Regions from separate parts of the Mus musculus genome. Here region 2 is linked to region 1. Evidence: chromatin contacts called from public ChIA-PET data. All regions are on one chromosome and are shown on one strand. Each heading gives the region's core, a stretch centred on a gene start, on an enhancer-like site or on the middle of the called end of the contact. The rest is flanking DNA. Distances are from core to core; before and after follow the strand shown.

Evidence for each region. ChIA-PET counts read pairs in DNA pulled down with a chosen protein or histone mark.
Region 2: a contact with region 1 is called in an RNA polymerase II ChIA-PET map of effector CD8 T cells, with 12 read pairs. The contact joins two enhancer-like sites. A contact is called at or near these places in 2 of 484 Hi-C or Micro-C datasets (embryonic stem cells and nephron progenitors), 5 of 115 datasets of contacts at active chromatin or transcription factors (the HPC-7 cell line, T-cell acute lymphoblastic leukemia, bone marrow-derived macrophages and 2 more) and 2 of 9 other capture datasets (liver and pancreatic islet).

Annotation. Positions count from the first base shown.
Region 1 is chr5:135,954,290-135,960,651 of GRCm38.p6, reverse strand. Ssc4d (scavenger receptor cysteine rich family, 4 domains) reads left to right here. Exons shown (of 11, transcript NM_001160366.1): 11 at 1-429. Among named protein-coding and RNA genes, the nearest start is that of Ssc4d, 17 kb to the left of the region's middle. Within about 2 kb of position 2,926, at least 388 of the 459 cell types and tissues checked have an H3K27ac peak or open chromatin away from gene starts, as enhancers often do. A contact at or near this core is called in effector CD8 T cells, where this site is marked.
Region 2 is chr5:136,151,553-136,157,914 of GRCm38.p6, reverse strand. All of the region lies in intron 2 of Orai2 (ORAI calcium release-activated calcium modulator 2), which reads left to right. Among named protein-coding and RNA genes, the nearest start is that of Orai2, 16 kb to the left of the region's middle. Within about 2 kb of position 2,299, at least 15 of the 459 cell types and tissues checked have an H3K27ac peak or open chromatin away from gene starts, as enhancers often do. A contact at or near this core is called in effector CD8 T cells, where this site is marked.

The sequences.
Region 1 (6,362 bases), core at 1,677-4,176:
GAATAACCCACTTCTCTTTGGGGGAACTCATATAGTACCCCCAATCCTTCCCTTCTGCACCCACATCCATGAGGCTTGGGCTGTCTGTAAATGCCTTCAAACCCTTACCGTGACCTCTCTTGGTCTCCTGCTAAAAGTGGGGAGACAAAGGGGTTGGGGTGCTCTTTTCTATAGACTGGCAGGGGACTGCAGAAGAACCAGGCCATCACCTTCCCTGCTGGGTGAGGACCTGGACTCAGATGGTGCTCCGCTGAACAAGGGGGCTGCAGGGGCCAAAACAGGGACCAGAGGAGCCCTTCCTGCAGCTTCTCTGATTTCCACTGCCCCCCCCCCCCCAGCACAGAGCCTCCATTTTGCAGTAACAAAGAACCCTGGAGGCCCATAGCCACTGTCCTTAGGTGCCAAGTCAATAAAGCATTATCTCCCCCAGTCTTTTAACTGAGGTCATTGTTTGAGAACCTGTACCATGGCTACTGGAAAAACTCCAGGAAGGACTTTCTGGAGAAAACTGGCATGGCGATGAAAGGCTGTGGTCCAAGAGCAGCATCATCCAGTTCTCCAGAGCCCATCACGGCCGGGAAATGCTGACTCACCATGGCAAGCCTCAGGCTCCTCAGTGGAGTGTCTGGTCATCCTCCATTGGGCTACACACACACACAAATCTAGATCCAGGAAAGGAGAGGCAGTAGGGCACGATGGTGCATGTTTGTAATGCCGGTGCTCGGGGTGCCGAAGAAGGGCGTTCTGCGGGTGGGGTGGGGTTCCAGGCCAGCCAGAGCTGCAGAGTGAGAGAAGCTGACTGAATAGGCCCAGAAAATAAAATGGCAGAAAAACGGAAAAAAACAAAACAAAACAACCCTCCTCTGGTCAACCTGTGATATTCCCTCTTTAAAGGGATCACAGGAATGAAGATCAGGAGTTCAAAGCTATCCTCAACTACATAACCATTCAAGGCCAGCTTAGACTACTAGATACCTGGGGGTAGGGGTTGCTGGGAGACCCTGCCTGAATTAGTGGTGGCAAAGATCTGTAATTCAGCACGTACATGCTTAAGCAGGTGGATTAGGAGTTTAAAGCAGCCTGAACTTCTAGAAAGGCCACACTACCCTCTCCACTTTCTCTGCCTATGAATTTCTATATTAGTTTTGTTTGCTTTTTGTTTTAGTTTTTCAAGACAGGTTGGTTTTGTTTGTTTGTTTGCTGTATAGCCCCGGCTTTCCTGTAACCCAGTCTATAGACCATGCTAATCTTAAATTCAGAGGTCTGCCTGCCTCTGCCTCCTGAGAGCTGGCATCCATTTTCATGTGTGAGTTGTTATATTTTGTTCTCATTCATTGCTGCCCTCTTTATGCCTTTGCTGTTCTCTGATGCTTCCTTTAGACTCCATTCCTGCTTGCTTGGGTTGGTTTGATTGCTTTGTTTTGCTGTGGTAGGACTGGGGATTAAACCTAGGCTGGTGAGATGGCTCAGTGGTTAAGAGCACAGACTGCTCTTCCAAAGGTCCTAAGTTTAAATCCCAGCAACCACATGGTGGCTCACAACCATCCATAACAACAATCTGATGCCCTCTTCTGGAGTGTCTGAAGACAGCTACAGTGTGCTTACATATAATAAATAAATAAATATTTAAAAACAAAAAAACAAAACCCACCTAGGACCTAAATCATGGAAGGCAAGTACTCGACCACTGAGCCACAGCTACAAACTCCAATTCTGGTTCCCTACCCCCCACCCCCACCCCGCAAAGATTTATTACTGAGTGTGCCTGTGTGTAGTGATGGTGATGATGATGATACAGGGCGTCCAGTTCTATCACACGCAGATCCCCTGGGTGCAGGCTTTCTCCTCAAATGCTGAGTTAGGCTAAAGGATAGCAAGCTCCGGAAGTCATCCAGTCTCTGCCCTCCGTAGTACCAGAGTTATAGGCATTCCTGGCCACTCAGGTTTTACTCCTGGGTGCTGGAATCCCCACTTGGGTCCCCAACTTTGTACAATGATTGCTCTTACCCACTGAAACACCTCTGCATCTGTGTATAAATGTTTTCATACATGGCTGAATGTTGCCCACGTGTATACCCTGTGTTCACCACAGTCACAAAGCGTTGGAGCCCCTGGTAGTGGAGTTATGATGGTTGTAAACCACACCACGTGGGTGCTGGGAACTGAGCTCAGGGGCTCTGCAAGAGCAAGTGCCCTAACTGCTGGGCCAGCTCTCTAGGCCCCTCTTACTTTAAAAAAAAAAAAGGCTAATGCATGCATGTTTGAGTACATGTGTGGTACATGTCACAGGAATTCTTTCCTTCCATGCGGGTACCAGATTCTTGATACCTGCTGAGCCATCACGCCAGCTTGGCCCCTCATCATCTATACCATCGTCCGGACCCTATGTCCTGGTCTCTACGTTCCTGAGGATGACTTTAAGTTCTGGTGAGTTTTTCGAAGTGCAGCAGGCTAGCCTCCCTTGTGTATTTGTTGTCACACCTGCCTGACAACTCGAATGGGAGCCAAACCTTGAGGATTGATGGATTAGCAAAAAGAGAAGAGGGGAAAAAAAAAAAAAAAAAAAAAACGAGGCAACTGGGATTGACTTCCTGTAAGGTCAAACTCCAAACTTCCAGGGTCTTCCCACTCAGGCACTGCTCCGGGAAGTGTTCTTAACCACTGTGCAAACGGAGGAAACAAAAGATCAGTGAAAGGTCCAGGGTTTTTCTGGGTCATCAAAACAAAACAAAACCAACAGAGTCCAGGTGTTGGGATTCCCACTGGAGCCCCGTAAGCCTCGACGGCCGGGGCGGACAGGGTAGGACGTGACGTAGCCCTGCCCTTCCGGGCCCCAATAACTCACGCCTTCCTGCTGAGTCACCGCAGGAGCTCAGAGGAGAGCCCGCCCTGGGTCGGAACTGAAGCCACGCCTCTATCTTACTGAAGGATTTTGATTGGGTAGCTTTGAAACTGGTTCAGCCAGTCGCAGCAAACGGAAGGTTGCTGGTTAGGTGGGGCAGGGGCGGGGCCACGCTCTTCGAGACCTTTCCATGCCTCGGGGCGGGTCTTTTTTTTTTTTTTGTGCAGAGTTCTAGGTTTGGTCTGACAAAGGAATTGAGTCCCCGGTACAGCCCATACAAGGGAAGGAAGGTCAACCATTCCCAAGACACTGTAGTTTAGGCGACATTTTCAGTCCCCGCGGACCTTTGCGGATTACAAAGAGTATTTACCAACAACAACCTCTGCGCCACAAGGCTGCTTCTCTCCTCACCACCCCACCCCCTCACCCCTTTTAAAAATGCTTTAGTCAAGGTCTCATGCAGTTCAGGGTGGCTTGCCAAAGGTGACTTTGAGTTTTTTTAATTTTATTTCTTCCTCTGCCCACCCAACTGGGGTTACAGGTGCGTGCCACCCCTGCTCATTTATGCAATTCTGAGGAACCCAGGACTTCACTTACGCTAGGCAAACGCTCGACCAACTGAGCTATATCCTAAAGCTACTGATATTTTCATAAAAGACCATTTGGTTGGTTTTGTTTTTTTCGAAACAGTTTTTCTGTATGACGCTGGCTGCCCTGGATGGAACTCAGTCTGTAGACCAGGCAGGCCTCAAACTCAAAGACCTGCTTGCTGAGATGAAAGGCATGCGACGCTTTCACAGAGGACATTTAACCCACAAAGGACTGTTGAAATTGTAAAACCGGTTCACAATAAAACCAGAATTGGAATAGGGTGTGGTGGCACTATGGGGTAAAAAACATCTAAAATAAATCAAGATTAAGGAGGCTGGTGTGTAACTCAGCTGGTAGAGCTCTGTCCAAGCATTCAGAAAGTCCAAGGTTCAGTCCCCAACTCAGTTTGGGTCAGCGAAAGGGTTCCACAGGTAAAGGTGAGGCCATGTGGCCACACACACACACAATTAAAATGTCTTTTTTTTTTTTTAAATCAGCAACTACAAAAAGAAAATAGATTTCTAAAAAGGGAAGAAAACAAACCTCAGTGTGGTGGCTGTCACATGCCTAAAGTCCCAGGGGTGGAGACAGATGGTCACCCTCAATTATACAGCTAATCCAAGGCCAGCCTATGCTACATAAGACATGGTCTCAAAAACAAACCAATTAAAGAATTGGAAAAGGTTCCCCACCTCTGGCAAACATGAACAATAAACTGAGGGGTGTTGTGGTTGTGGTTTTGTTTTGAAACAAGACAATGTAGCCTATGCTGCCCTGAAATGTGTTGTGTAGCCAGAAATGAACGCAGACTTCTGAACTCCCTTGCCTCAGAGACAGGATCTCACACTTCAGTCCAGGCTGACCTCAAGCAGTTTCCACCCCCATCATCTTCCCAGTGGCTGGTTTTATAGATGTGAGCTACCTCAGGTGGGTTAGACTGAGGATTTTAACACAGCCTGCTGTACCACAGCAAATTCTATGTGTAGCATCACCCTGACCGAGTGTCTGTCGTCTTAAGATTGGCCCTGCCAGCCAGGCATGGTGGCACATGCCTTTAATCCCAGCACTTGGTAGGCAGAGGCAGGCAGATTTCTGAATTCGAGGCCAGCCTGGTCTACAGAGTGAGTTCCAGGACAGCCAGAGCTATACAGAGAAACCCTGTCTCGAGAAAAAAAAAAAAAAAGAAACAAAAAAAAAAAAAAAAGATTGGCCCTGCCAGACCAGAGCAAGTTTGACATAACTCAATCTGGGCAGATGGAGAAACATGCAGAGAGCCAGGATTGACCTGCCCCACTGTGAGCTACAGAGCAATAGGGACTTGAGTCTTTTGCACTGTCATTGGCTTCCTTTTCGCTGGATAGGAAGGCCTGATGAAGAAGCTGTAGTCAACGAGGCACCTGCTGTCTGCCACCATAGTCAATTTTCTGTCTCAAGATCCCTGCATGAGTTAGACAAGTCTGGGTCCCTGCGAGGTTAGCAGCAGTCAGCTCAGGGAACCCTTTTCATGGGATAGATAGCTTATTCCATCCACGTGGCCATTCACTTGGAAAGTCAAAGTTGCCTCTACCTTAAAAAAACCAGGTCCAGGCTTGGTGGTGCACGCCTTTACTCCCAGCATTCAAGAGGCAGAGGCAGGTGAATTTCTTAGTTCGAGGCCAGCCTGTTCTACAGTGTGAGCTCCAGGACAGCCAGGGCTACACAGAGAAACCCTGTCTCAAAAACAAAACAAAACAAAACAAAAACAGTGCCTTGGGCCAGTGATGAAGCTCACAGGTAAAAGTAATTGCTTGAAACAGCCTGACAACCTGACTTCAATTCTCCAAATTACCTAAAAGTAGGCAAGAACTGGCCTTTTTAGAAAGTTATCCTCTAAGTTCTTCATGCACACGTTTGCACGCACTCACACTCGCATCCATGCATACACTAAAATCAAATGGGAAATACCAGTACTTTGGAGGCAGAGGCAAGTGGATCACTATTGAGTTCCAAGCCACAGCTACATAGTGAAGCCCTTTCTGGGGGAGTGGGGGGAGGGAGGACCAGAAAACCTGGCCTGGGATGTAGCCCAGTTGGTAAAGTGCTTGCCTAGCATGCATGAGGCCCTGAGTTTGATTCCTAGCCCTGCATAAACTGTGTGTGGTAGCAGACACCTGTAATCAGAGCATGTAGCAGGTAGACTCAGGAGGATTCTCCTATAGAGCAAGTTCAAGGCTAACCTGGGCTTCATAAGACCCTGTCTCAAATAAACAAAATAAAGCCCTAGGAAGATGAATTCCTCATGTCTGCTAGGTAACTTTCTGTTACCAAGAGAAAACAAGATTAATTACTTTTTTTTTTTTTTTTTTTTTTTTTTTTGGTTTTTTCGAGACAGGGTTTCTCTGTATAGCCCTGGCTGTCCTGGAGCTCACTTTGTAGACCAGGCTGGCCTCGAACTCAGAAATCCGCCTGCCTCTGCCTCCTGAGTGCTGGGATTAAAGGCGTGCGCCACCACGCCCGGCTTAATTACTATTTTCTATTTCTTATTGTTCTGTGTATGTGTGTATAATGTTCATGTATGGATGCAAGCATGCCTGGGCCACCACACACGAGTAGAGCCATCTGAGAGGAAAATTTGTGGGAGTCAACACTCTCCCACCATGCGAATGCTAGGGAATCCAACTGATATCCTCCAGATTGGCACCAGGTACCTTCACCTGCTGGGCCACCGTGCCAGCCCCCGTTGTTAGAAATTTCAGAAATTGAGCATCCATGGAGCTGTCTGCCCAATCAAACTGCCTTGCTCATTCCCCCCCTTAATTTTGTTCATAATTTTGCATTGTAATGCAAGATGACCACAATTTCCTGATCCCCCTTCTGCCATCTCCTGAGGACTAGCTACACCTTGAGACCCTGTCTTGAAAAAAACCCAAAAAACAAAGCCAAAACTCTT
Region 2 (6,362 bases), core at 1,050-3,549, 200 kb before region 1:
AACCGGTTCCCATATCTTTGAGGGCCCTGGGACCGAGGGCCCGATGACCCGTTTTTTGGCACATCAGTTGATTGACTATCAGGTGGGGGAAGGATTCTGCCCTTTATATCCCTCACAGAGCGACACTGGTCAGCTCTATGATAACCCTTGCCACACTTAGAGCAAAGAGTGAGAGTCCCTCCCTGTTTATCTGGAGCTCTGCAATCTTTCTTAAAATGCCCAGGCTTTCTGCAGTTAAAACATGTCCTCCGATCATTTCTGCCCATGGAGCATTTTTGGGATTGAAGGATGGCAGCCGCTAAGCCTGCATTGCTGAGAGGTCCCCCAAGCTCTCGACAGACCCTGAGCCAGTCTTGTAAGCCTTTGTTCTTTCTTGGGGCTATGGCCGCTCGGCACTCCTTTGTGGCTTGCTCATAGATTAGCTGTTCTATCAGAGGCGCAGCTTGCTCTGACTCTCCAAAAATACGCTCTGCTGCCTCTGTCATTCTGGCCACAAAATCTGAGAAGGATTCCTGTGCACCTTGAGTAATCTTGGTCAACTGCCCACTTGCCTCTCCCTTCTTAGGTAGTGCTTTCCATGCCTTAACAGCAGCAGCTGAGATCTGAGCATATGCTCCCCAATGATAATTTGTCTGGTTAGCAGCGTGTTGTCCCTGACCTGTAAGTAATTCAAAAGTCCACGTTCTCTGATCCCCTTTCATGGTGGCATTGGCCCTTGCCTGCGTCTGGCAGGAGTCCTGCCACAAGGCTTTCCACTCAAGATACATTCCCATACTGGGGGCTACAGCTTTTACTACCGTCTGCCAATCACCAGGAGTCATAGCGTGATTCGCAAGCCTTTCCACTTGTGCTATAGTGAAATTAGCACTGACTCCATAGTTACGGACCGACTCGGCAAGCTCTTTAATCTGTATATACGCTACCGGAGCGTGGACACGCCCACCCTCGGCTCCTTCAAAGACCGGAAATGCCTGTTGTATTTTCCTTTGTTCCTCCTTTGGAATGAACGAGTCTGTGCATTGCCTCTCTGTCCATTGCCTCTCTGCGCAGGGCTGATGCACTACGCAGGCCGGGGGCTCAGCATAGGGTGGAGGTGCACTATGACCTTGAAGCCGACTGCCAAGAGGCCAAGCAGCAAGCTGGCCTTTGCCAGCCGCTTTTGGCTTTTTCCTTGACCGATTAGCTCGCATTTTATCTGGCTGGCACTTTTCTCTCTCATAACGAGCTGTTTCCTCCTCCAAGTCTGTTTCTTCAGAGAAGCTAAATTTTTTATCTGATTCAGAGCTACTAAGAACTAGCTCCTTAAACTCATCTAGTGATGGGTATAGGCTCCTTCTCCTAGAAACCTCCGCTAATTGATCTTTCTTCTTTTCCCTTTTCCCTCTTTTCCTTCTAATCTCTCTCCAGGTATTCCTACCTGACCTTAACTTTTCCTCGGGTTCAAGACCCTTGGAAAGGCCTGTATACTTATTTTGTGTACCATATTTTCTCTTTGCTCCTACTCTCTCTCCCCGCTTTACTTCTGATAGCTTGTCCTGAATTTCCTCTAGAATCCGCCCTGCCTTAACCACTTGATAACATGTGAAAAGGAACAAAAGGGCTTCTAACACTAGAAAAAATTCAAGGCCAAATATACCTTGCAAAGCCATTTTCCACTTTACTTCTGATAGACTGTCTTGAATTTCCTTAGAAAGTTCAAGGCCAGGCTTACCTCGTAAAGCTGTACTCACTGGTACTCTCGTTCCCCAGCTGAAAAGTTCTGAATTCATACAGTTGAATCCTTCTTAACAGTCTGCTTTACGGGAACCTTTATTACCGCGACCCGCAGTTCTGGTTCTGGAATGAGGGATCTTCCTTGCGCCAGTCCCGAGTTTTTTCTCGTCCCGGGTTTCGGCACCAATTGTTATTAGACGCGTTCTCACGACCGGCCAGGAAAGACGCAACAAACCAGAATCTTCTGCGGCAAAGCTTTATTGCTTACATCTTCAGGAGCCAGAGTGCAAGAGAGCAAGCAAGCAAATGGCGAAACCCCATCCCTTTTTTAAGGAGAATTATCCTCCACCTAGGACGTATTACTCCCTGATTGGCTGCAGCCCATCGGCCCAGTTGTCATCACGGGAAAGGCAGAACACATGGTGGGAAAACTGCCCCTGCATGTGTGCAGACTATGTTTACCACTTAGAACACAGCTGTCAGTGCCATCTTATAATGGCAAATGTGAGGGCGGCTCCTCACAGCTGCCGCCGTCTCTTAGTCATCCTAAGAGCCGGTCCTACAGCTGTCATCACTCTAGAGTCCCTGCCCCACACCCCACAGGAAACTGGCCCAGGGGACAAGCACCACTGCTCAGCGGGATACCACTGGGTAGCAAGTGATTTACTTCAAGTCAAACAATAATTTTTTCATTTTTTTTTTTTTTTGGTTTTTGGTTTTTAACTCCAGGCCACAGCCTCCATTATCAAACAGAGCTGCTGTGGTGAACTAGGGGGCTTTTTGTTTTTGATTTCCTTTCTTTTGTTGTTCTATAGGATCTTTTTCATCTTGATTTTCCCCTTTGTGCGTCTGTGATGTGCGCATGTGAATACATGTGTGCACGTGTGTAAATGCACATGTATGTATGAGCATGTGCATACAGAGGCCCAAGACTGAGGCTGAGAATTATGCCACTGGTCTTCCCCCATATGTATTGAGGCAGAGTCTCTTTTTTCTTCTCTCTTTTTGTGTGGGTGTTTTGCCCATGTGCATGTCTGTGTATCACATGAGTGCCTGGTGCCTGAGAAGGGTGGAACAGGGCTTCAGATCCTTGGAGTTAGAGTTATAGGCAGTTGTGAGCCACCATGTGAGTGCTGGGAATTAAACCTGGGTCCTTTGGAAGAGTACACACTGCTTTTAACCACTGAGCCATCATCTCTCCAGCCCCCAGAGTCAGGGTCTCTCAATCAAACCCAGAGCCCATTGATGCAGTCAGTCTTGCTAACCGATTACTCTGATGATCCTGTTTCCCCTTCCAGGGCTGGAATTGTATGTGGGCCACCACACCCACCCAGCACTTACGTGGGTTCTGGGAATCCAAACACTAATCTTCAAACTTCCTGTGCGACCACTTTATCCCTTAAGGGTTCTCCCCAGCTCTAGGACCTTTTAAAAACGATTTATTTGTGTGTCTGTGTGTCTGTGTGTGGATATCTGCACACGTGTGTGCAGAAATGCACACATGCATATGCACCAGGAGCCCAGAAAAGGGAATCCGATGTATCCTCCATCATTTGATGGCAAACAGTCCCTTGAGGCAGGGTCTCTCCCTGAGCCCAGGGCTTGAGGTTTCTCTGCTAGACTTCCAGCTTTCCCATGGATGTTGGGCCCCAAACTAAAATCCTCATGATTGCATAGCAGACACTCTTCTTATCCACCGAGCCATTTCTCCAGCCCCTAAAACGATGGCCTTGAACCTTGTCTTAGTTAGGGTCTTACTGCTGTGAACAGACACCATGACCAAGGCAACTCTTGGGCTGGCTGACAGGTTCAGAGGTTCAGTCCATTATCACCAAGGCAGGAACATGACAGCATCCAGGTAGACATGGTGCAGGAGAAGCTGAGAGTTCTTCATCTTGTTCCAAAGTCAAACAGGAGAAGACTGACTTTCAGGCAGCTAGGAGGAGGGTTTTGTTTTGTTTTGTTTTTTAAGATTTATTTATTATTATATCTAAGTACACTGTAGCTGTCTTCAGATGCACCAGAAGAGGGCGTCAGATCTCATTACGGATGGTTGTGAGCCACCATGTGGTTGCTGGGATTTGAACTCAGGACCTTCGGTAGAGCAGTCGTTTGCTCTTAACCACTGAGCCATCTCTCCAGCCCTAGGAGGAGGGTCTTAAAGCCCACTGTGACACATCTTCCTCCAACAAGGCTACATCCACTCCAACAAGGCCACACCTCCTACTAGTGCCACTCCCTGGGCCAAGCATATTCAAAACACCACAAGTGTGCTCAGTTGTTGCTCAGCCCCTAACCATCTCCCCAAGGGTACTTAGCATTTCCCCTATGGCCTCATCGTGCTAAGCACGCATCTCGGTCAGTAGAGTGCTTGCCTTCCATACGTAAGCCCCAGTACATCAGGCATGGGGGTGCACACCTATAATCCCGGCACTCAGAGGTGGAAGCAGGGGGATCCACCCAAAGTCACCTCAGCTGCACAGTGAGTTCAGGGCTAGCCTGGCCTACCCATTAGACCAAGCTTCAGGTGCAGGGTCAAATTCATGATCCTCCTGCTTTCACCTCCTAATTGTTGCATTTAAAAGATCTCCACCACCATGCCTGGCTTCCAAGCTCATTTAACCTTCCCCAGGGCCTGCTTGTTACAGTTTATGTAGAGACATGGGATCCAAAGGTGGCTCTGGTCTCTGACAGAACCTGGGACCCTCGGCAAAAGAGGTGGGCCAGACATCCAGTGCCTGCTCTCAGCATGGCCAGGCTGGAAGGCGGACGCACTTCTCTGCTGATGCTCAGGGAACCAATCTGTGTGACTGGAGTTCAAAGTGTGACAGAAAATAATCCACTGACTCCCCTGATGGCCAGTGTCTTCAAGGGACAGGGAACTGCCACAATCAGAAAGAGCCAGGGGACTCGCAGTGGGGATGGGGCAGTGCCGCCCAGCATGCACGAGGCATGATGTCACATGCCTGTCAGCCCAGCAGTCAGGGCTGCAGCAGAAGGGTTGAGAGATCAAGGCCCTTGACTGTCTTAGAATTCTATGTAGACCAGGCTGACCTTGAACTCATGGACCTGCCTGCCTCTGAATCTTGAGTGCTGGATTAAAGGCGTGTGCCAACTAAGTGGACTTACAAGCTCAATTTGAAGGAGCGTGTATGAGACTTATTTCCTTTCCCTTTATTGTTTATTTTATATTTTCAGTCAGGGTCTCGCCATGTAGACAGGTTGTCTTTGAACTCACTATGTAGACCAGGCTGGCTTCCAACTCAGGGTTCCTCCTGTCTCTGCCTTTCTAGTGTTTGGGTTAAAGGCAGGCCACACTCAGCTTCCTTTCTCCCTTCACATGTGTGTGTGTGTGTGTGTGTGTGTGTGTGTGTGTGTGTCTGCCTGTGTATGTGTGTGTGCATATGTGTCTGACTGTGTGTGTTTCTGTGTTTCTGTGTATATCTGTGTGTCTGTCTGTGTGTGTGGTGCTGATGATGGAGCCCAGGGCTGTGTATGTCAGGTAAGTTCTGTACTCCTGAGCCGCAGCCCCAGCTCGATGCTTTCCTTTCTCTGTGAGGTGCAGGGCTTGGAGCTCGCTCCCATCTGCAGCTGTCGTTTTTTGGATCCTGGCCTTGAGACCATTTGGCTCTTAAACTTTGGAAGACTTTATAGTGCCTCACTCAAACGAAAGCTTAAACCACTTGTGAGGTTTCCAGGCAGGTTCTGCGAATGATCAGACAGAGAGTGTGCATTCTGGGAGGGGAGGTCTAGACTTCATGGCGGCCTGCAGGGCAGAGACAGGCATGGAGAAAGGCCTAGGTCATGCAGATGGCCCAGAGTCCGTATGACCTCAGCCTGGCCATGGCAGCCATGCTTGTGGTAGTAATTCACTCCTACTGTGTGTGCAGTCCCTTTAGTACTGGTAGATGCTTCCAGAAGCAATTGGAAGAGACATTTAAGAGAAAAGCATCTCTTCCTGGAGTTTCCTCTAGTGGAATATTACAGCCCACCACGAAATGCCCAGGGGACGTGGTAGGAGGCAAGAGCAGAGTCGGGGCCAGCAGATAAAGATGATTGCTGCCAAGTGAGATGGCCTACCTTCAGTCCTGGAACCCACACTGTAGAAGGAAGAGAAGGTACTCCTGTAAGGTTTCCTCTGACCTCCACATGCATAGTGTGTCACACACACACACATGCACACACATACAAATAAATAAATAAAATAAAAACGTTTTAAAAGAAGAAAGCAAAACCACCTAAGTGGAGCTGTGAGCCAAGTGGATTTTCTCAATCTACCACCATTAAATCAGGCTACCATTCAGACTTCGGGGCAGCGGGGGGAATTTGGTGACTAAGGCTGAGGCTAAGTCAGGCAAGGATGAAGACAGATGAGAGGCAGGCACTTCCCTACACGAGTCTCTTCTGTCGGTGTCCCAGACTGGATGTGCTGAGCAATTCCCCTGTCCAGCAGCAAGCGCTGGTGCCCAACCTTCCTCTCATCATGTTCCTCCTTCCCTGACAGGAAGAGTCAGTGATCTACAGTCACCTCCTAGCTCTCCACATGAAAATGGAGAAGCATAGCTCCTGGCCTTCCTCTGGAAACAGACACAAACTGCATGCCGTGGGCCCGGTGTCCTCCCTTTTCTTAGTTATTTACTTATTTATTT